Linked DNA regions of Ovis aries: region 2 is linked to region 1. A link is a contact called in public Hi-C data. All regions are on one chromosome and are shown on one strand. Each heading gives the region's core, a stretch centred on a gene start, on an enhancer-like site or on the middle of the called end of the contact. The rest is flanking DNA. Distances are from core to core; before and after follow the strand shown.

What was found. A called contact is a pair of places that touch in the nucleus more often than the background predicts.
Region 2: a contact with region 1 is called in a Hi-C map of tail adipose tissue, with 4 times the contacts expected there. The contact joins the promoter of KLF6 here to the enhancer-like site in region 1. A contact is called at or near these places in 2 of 16 Hi-C or Micro-C datasets (skin fibroblasts and tail adipose tissue).

What each region holds. Positions count from the first base shown.
Region 1 is chr13:43,971,331-43,974,044 of ARS-UI_Ramb_v3.0, forward strand. No RefSeq gene overlaps it. Among named protein-coding and RNA genes, the nearest start is that of KLF6, 210 kb to the right of the region's middle. Within about 2 kb of position 1,346, at least 7 of the 54 cell types and tissues checked have an H3K27ac peak or open chromatin away from gene starts, as enhancers often do. A contact at or near this core is called in tail adipose tissue, where this site is marked.
Region 2 is chr13:44,181,120-44,183,819 of ARS-UI_Ramb_v3.0, forward strand. It overlaps KLF6 (KLF transcription factor 6), which reads left to right and starts at 1,254. Exons shown (of 4, transcript XM_012188639.4): 1 at 1,254-1,564. The coding sequence starts at 1,361.

The DNA.
Region 1 (2,714 bases), core at 96-2,595:
AGGTGCACGCTGGCATGTCAGGGGTCGCAGAGTCCAGGATGGTCCCCAAGGCTGCCTGCACCTCCCCTGATGACGACAGCTGCCCTCAAGAGTTAGGAACAATAACAGACATGCTTCCCTTATTTTATGGAAAAAGGGTGAGAAAGGAAAGGAAAGCGCTCTCCATCGTGCTCAAAAAGAAACACAGCTGCATCCTATTCTGACATCACTGGAGACCAACAATCGGTTAAACAAAGCCTTCTTCTGGTCTATATCTGATTTCCAAGACAGTCTTATGAGGCAGGGACAGTCACTGACCCATTTTTCAGATGAGGAAAATGAGAGCCGAATCATTTAAGAGATTTGTTCAAAGGTGTGATTTGTCCTGACAAATGATGGAGATGATTCAAAACACAGCAAGATTGTCCAAGCCAACGTTCTTAACTATTAAGCTGCATTGCTGCCCCAACGTGTTTGACAGCATCTGTGTTAGGCAGTCAACTCCTGTTAACAACTAAATAATTGATAAAAGTGAATGAAGATCAGTCATGAATGAATATTCTTTAAACTCTCCAAAGACAAAAGAGATTTCATGCCAGAGGAGACACGGCTTTCCTTCACATGTTTTTTGAGCCGTGCTTAAAGAGAGCTTCCTGGATGCAGTCCTTGTCCAGAGCAGATGCTAAGATTCTAACAGGGTGGTTTTCTCTCTTTCATCAAACATAGATACTGTACATTTAAGAATTATGTGAAAATCTGCAATTATTCTTCTGGCTCGACATCTCCTCTGCCCCCAGACAGAGCAGTGAAACCCTGCCAGAATACAGAATTTTAAAGAAAAATAAAACATTGTCTCTTCCTGCCAGAACTTTGTTGTCCAGCTCACAGCTGTTCTTAGCGAAGCAGTTCCTCAACCCCGAGGACACACCAACTGATGAGAACAGTCTTGCATCACATGTGTCCCCAGCATGTCCCCAGTGAGGGAAATTGTCATCACGTAGAAGCCACAAATTGAAATCTCATAAAACAATCAACCTGGGTGCTGTGTCAGCCGCTCTCCTGAATCACAGCCACGTCCACATATTTCAAAATCCTAACAGTTTCCCCCAACTAGAAAAAAAAAACAAAATCTCAAGGTATTATTCAATGCTATCTTTGAAGTTTATGAAAATGAACTTATATTTTACTGCTTATTTTCTCACTGGTGAAGTCTTAAATCACCCATTGTCTGAAAATTATCCGAATGAACAGGTTCTGAAAAGAAATTTTCCTGGTAAGCCAGCTCTGCTCCTTTAACAATTGAATGAATAAAGACATTCGCTTAGACCTTGATGAGTCAACCCTTTCGCAGACAATGTATAACTGAAGTATTTCTAAATGCTCCCTCATATCCGGTCAGCTGCATCCACATCCACTTCTGCCAGAAGTCTGCTAGGGCAGCAGATCCGTAGCGACCTCCGTTCCTTTTCTCTGAGATCCACATGTTCCTCATAGCACCCAGGAGTGTTTCAGATGCCATTCTCATGTATTCAAATCAACTCTAAGAATTTTTTCCTCTAAAAGAAAATAGCCATGCATTCCTGTTTCATCTATTAACAGCAAGGATAGGGTGTGATAAACGCATATTTACTGGTGAAAATGGATGAACATTCTTTACTTGAAAGTACTAACTGCTGCATACTCTAATGTCTCCAGTTCATATTTGGGGGCCTGGTTTATACCCAGGATACCCAAGAGAGAGGGGGCAGAGAGCTGCTGTGTGGACCTAGTTATGCCTCTATGTAGGTGTTTAAGAAATTGGACTTTGTGAGCCAGAAAATCCACCTTCAGATTTATTCTAACACTGGCTCTCTGATTATATTCTCTTTTTGGAACTCATTGTGGGGGTAAGGAGAAAGGAAGGCATCTCTGAGTATGTATCCACACATTAACTGTAGGCTAAGAAGGCATCTCATCTTTCTACAACAGTCGATAGTTTTTCACTTGTTCGATTCCTGCCCCAACTCCGATATCTTGTGTAAATCCATGTGCCAGTCAGAGAGGAGTCCAGACTGTCCTTTGTGTAATATATTGAATAGGTTGGTCCCAATCTGAAACACATGTCATAGTCACTATCCTCTTAGCACTAATATTCTTACGCTTCCTCTGCCTTTCTCAATAAATATTCTGAAGACTATTAACTTATGTCTTGCTCTCCAAACTAAAAAAAGGTATTTCACAATACACACAAAGTCAGGTAATTGATTCCAAACGGAACTCAAAGGTTAGAGTTGCAATTTCCTCTAAAGGAAACACCCACGTTTGGAATCTTTAGTAGCTGTCTTTACATTATTAATAGCCCTACTTATATCTGACAGACAAGTAATAATGTGGCCATCTATCTCCAAGACAGCAGAGCTGAATATATTTCTAACTTTATAAATGAATTTTAAAAGCCCTACAGACACATTGCATTAAAGTAAAGAATGGAAATTTGGTAAATGGAGTCTTTGGGTTTTATTGATGAATAAATCTTTACTTTTCTACAACAGCTAATAAGGATCTTGAAGGTTAAATAAATAAAATAAACATTCCCTGTGTATTTGAGGCAGTGCTCTTTGGGCCAGCGTGGTGTGGAATGCTTTTAGTATGATGGCCCTTAACACATCCTCAAAGCTGGGCAAAGGCATCCCATAATGTTCTGTAGGAAGAGCAGCAGTCCTGGGAGAGTCCTGATCTTCCACAATTGAAACCCA
Region 2 (2,700 bases), core at 4-2,503, 210 kb after region 1:
GTTATAGGCTCCCTCTATTTATAACCCCACCTGCCCCAACAAGATGCCCTCTTTTTAAAAATAAAAATGTGTTCGGGAGAATCAAGAGTGCACATAACCCCCTCAAGAGCCAGGAGATCCAACTTGGGTCTTCCAGGCTACTCTGCTCCTGCAGGTTAGGCAGGCAGCGGGGGTGAGGATGTGGCACCGCCGTGGTCCCCCAGGTAAGTGCCCTGTCCTTGTGAGGGAGGCTGAAGGGGGAAACTCAGATTCATATACAACACAGCCCTGCGACTAGGGCCCTCCTGTCCCTCAGCACACCTGCAGGGCTGGTCAGCCCCCCACTCCGGGGTCACAGGTGCCACCTGGGGACAGAGGGGGATGGAACGGGGAGGGAGGGGGACACAGCGCGGGTGGTGGGTGCAGATGGAAACGGGGCAGGTACAGAGGGATAATGGAGCGAAAAGGAGGGGGGAAAGAGGGTGACAGACGGGGATGGAGACGGGAATCTACAGCTGGGCAGGAGGGGGCACCGAGAGGGTGGAAGGACGGAGGGGGATAGAGAACGGCCGGCCAGCCCGAGGTCGGAGCGAGGGACAGAGGAGACCCAGCCGCGCTCCCCTCAGCTCGGCGGAGGGTCAGGGGACCAGGGCCCGGGCGACAGACCCGACGAACGTGGACCAGGGCTGAGGGGACAAGGACGGGGACACGACGACGGGGAAACCAAGGCCGGGCCCGGGCGATGAGCCCGACGGACGGGGACCAGGGCTTCGGGGACGAGGGCTTCGGGGACGAGGGCTTCGGGGACGAGGACGGGAAGACCGGGGCCAGGACCGAGACCGGGACGAGAAGGGCAGGGACACCGGGTCCCCTCGGCCCGACCGGCCGCGGCGCACGCAGCCTCTCGGCCGCGCACCTCCCAGCTCCGACTCCTCCGGCGCGAGACAGCCCGCGCCTTATATACCCTGCTAAAAATAGCCTGCGAAACCGCCTCCCAATCAGAACCGGCCGAAGTTCGAATTCTGCCAATGGCGAAGGCGGTGATGGAGAGGCTCGGTCACGCCAGGCGGGGCCGCGGTGAGCCGCCGCCCGCGATTGGCCGGAGCTGACATCATCGCCGCGCAGCCCCCGGGCCGGGAGCGGCGTGATTGGGCGGCGCGCGGGGCGGGCGCGGGCGAGTCACGTGGGGAGGCGGCGGCGGGGGGAGCTGGGCGGGGAGGAGGGGAGGCTGGCAGCGGAGCTTTGAATAGGGAAGTTTTGCAGGGGTTACGTTTGCAGTCAGTCCGGTGTTTGCAAATATTGTGCGGGCTCGCGAGCGCGTCTCCGGGCTCCGGCCAGGACCCGAACCCGTGGCGCCTAATCGCTGCCCACTTGAGTTTGCATGAACTTCCCCGGCGCTGCAGGCACGGCCGCCGCGCTCCCGACTGCAGACTGCACGCCTCCCTGTTTTTACAGCAGCGGGGACGGTCTCTTCCAACCCGACATGGATGTGCTCCCAATGTGCAGCATCTTCCAGGAACTCCAGATTGTGCACGAGACTGGTTACTTCTCGGCGCTGCCCTCCCTGGAGGAATATTGGCAACAGGTAAATAAGGATTTTCGTGAGCCAGGTGTCCCGGTGCGCCGAGCATGGAGTGCGTGCATGCACCCGCAGGACGGTGTGAGCTTGGAGGTGCAGTTCTTTTTCTTCTTTTTTTAATGGTTTGGGTAAATTTTTAAAAAAAAATTAAAATAATTATTGTTAAAACGTACTTTTGCCTCCGGCGCAGAAGGCACTTTAAAGGGGCCTTTCAGAGCGTGGAGCGGAGTTGTCATCTGAGTGGGGCGCAGCGGCGCCGGGCGCTCCCCGTGTTCTTGCTGTTTTCTGGGGCTGCTGAACCGTCTCCCGAGCGTAGACCCAGCTCCGCGGCCTGATCTCGGCCCCAGCCCTTGGCAGAAGTTTGGTGCTTGTTCCAGCTCCAGGCTCTCCACAGCTGGACCTGGTCATATGAACCCGCATGTACTGCCAAGGCTATTTTTTCTTCTTCTTCTTCTTCTTTTTTTTTTTTTTTTTTAGGGATTTTGTTTTCGTTTTGCTTTTTTGGTGTTTGTACATACAGGTTTTTCTTTCTTTCTTTTTTTTACTTAAGAATTTCACCAGCGAAACACCCACAAGCTCCTTTTCTCTACCAGGCCATTTTTAGTTTCTTTACCTTGGGAATCCTTAAGATTTGCCTCCATCTGCCTTGTTTTTCTTACCTGCTTCTTTTGTTGACCAGAAAAAAAAAAGGGGGGGGGACCAATGTTTGCACAACCAGTGACTTATCAGTCATATGACAATGAGCCTGTCCGAATTGCTTCTAGTCTCAGTTTGGGAAGAGGAGTCTGTTTGCGGCATTTTTTAGTGGAATTGGAATTTGGGGCATTGGACATTTGAAAAACTCAATTTTTCCCCCTTCTCCTGCATTAGGATTGCCTGAAAGGAGAGAGATTCTGACACTTGTCCCATTGTCTTTAAAAGATAGGAGGGTTTTGGGGTTGTCTCTGCCCTACTAGGCTGTTTGCTTTTTGTCACAAAGTGAATTAGCAGATCGCATATATTCTGTGGGTTTCAAAGCTTAGAAGGCTTTTAAGGGGGATGAAATACAAAGTGGAACAACCTTCACATGCCTGCCTCATTGTTCACAGCCCTCCCTTCCCTCTCCCCTCCCAGCTTTTCCTACTAAAGAAGCTTCCTAGGAT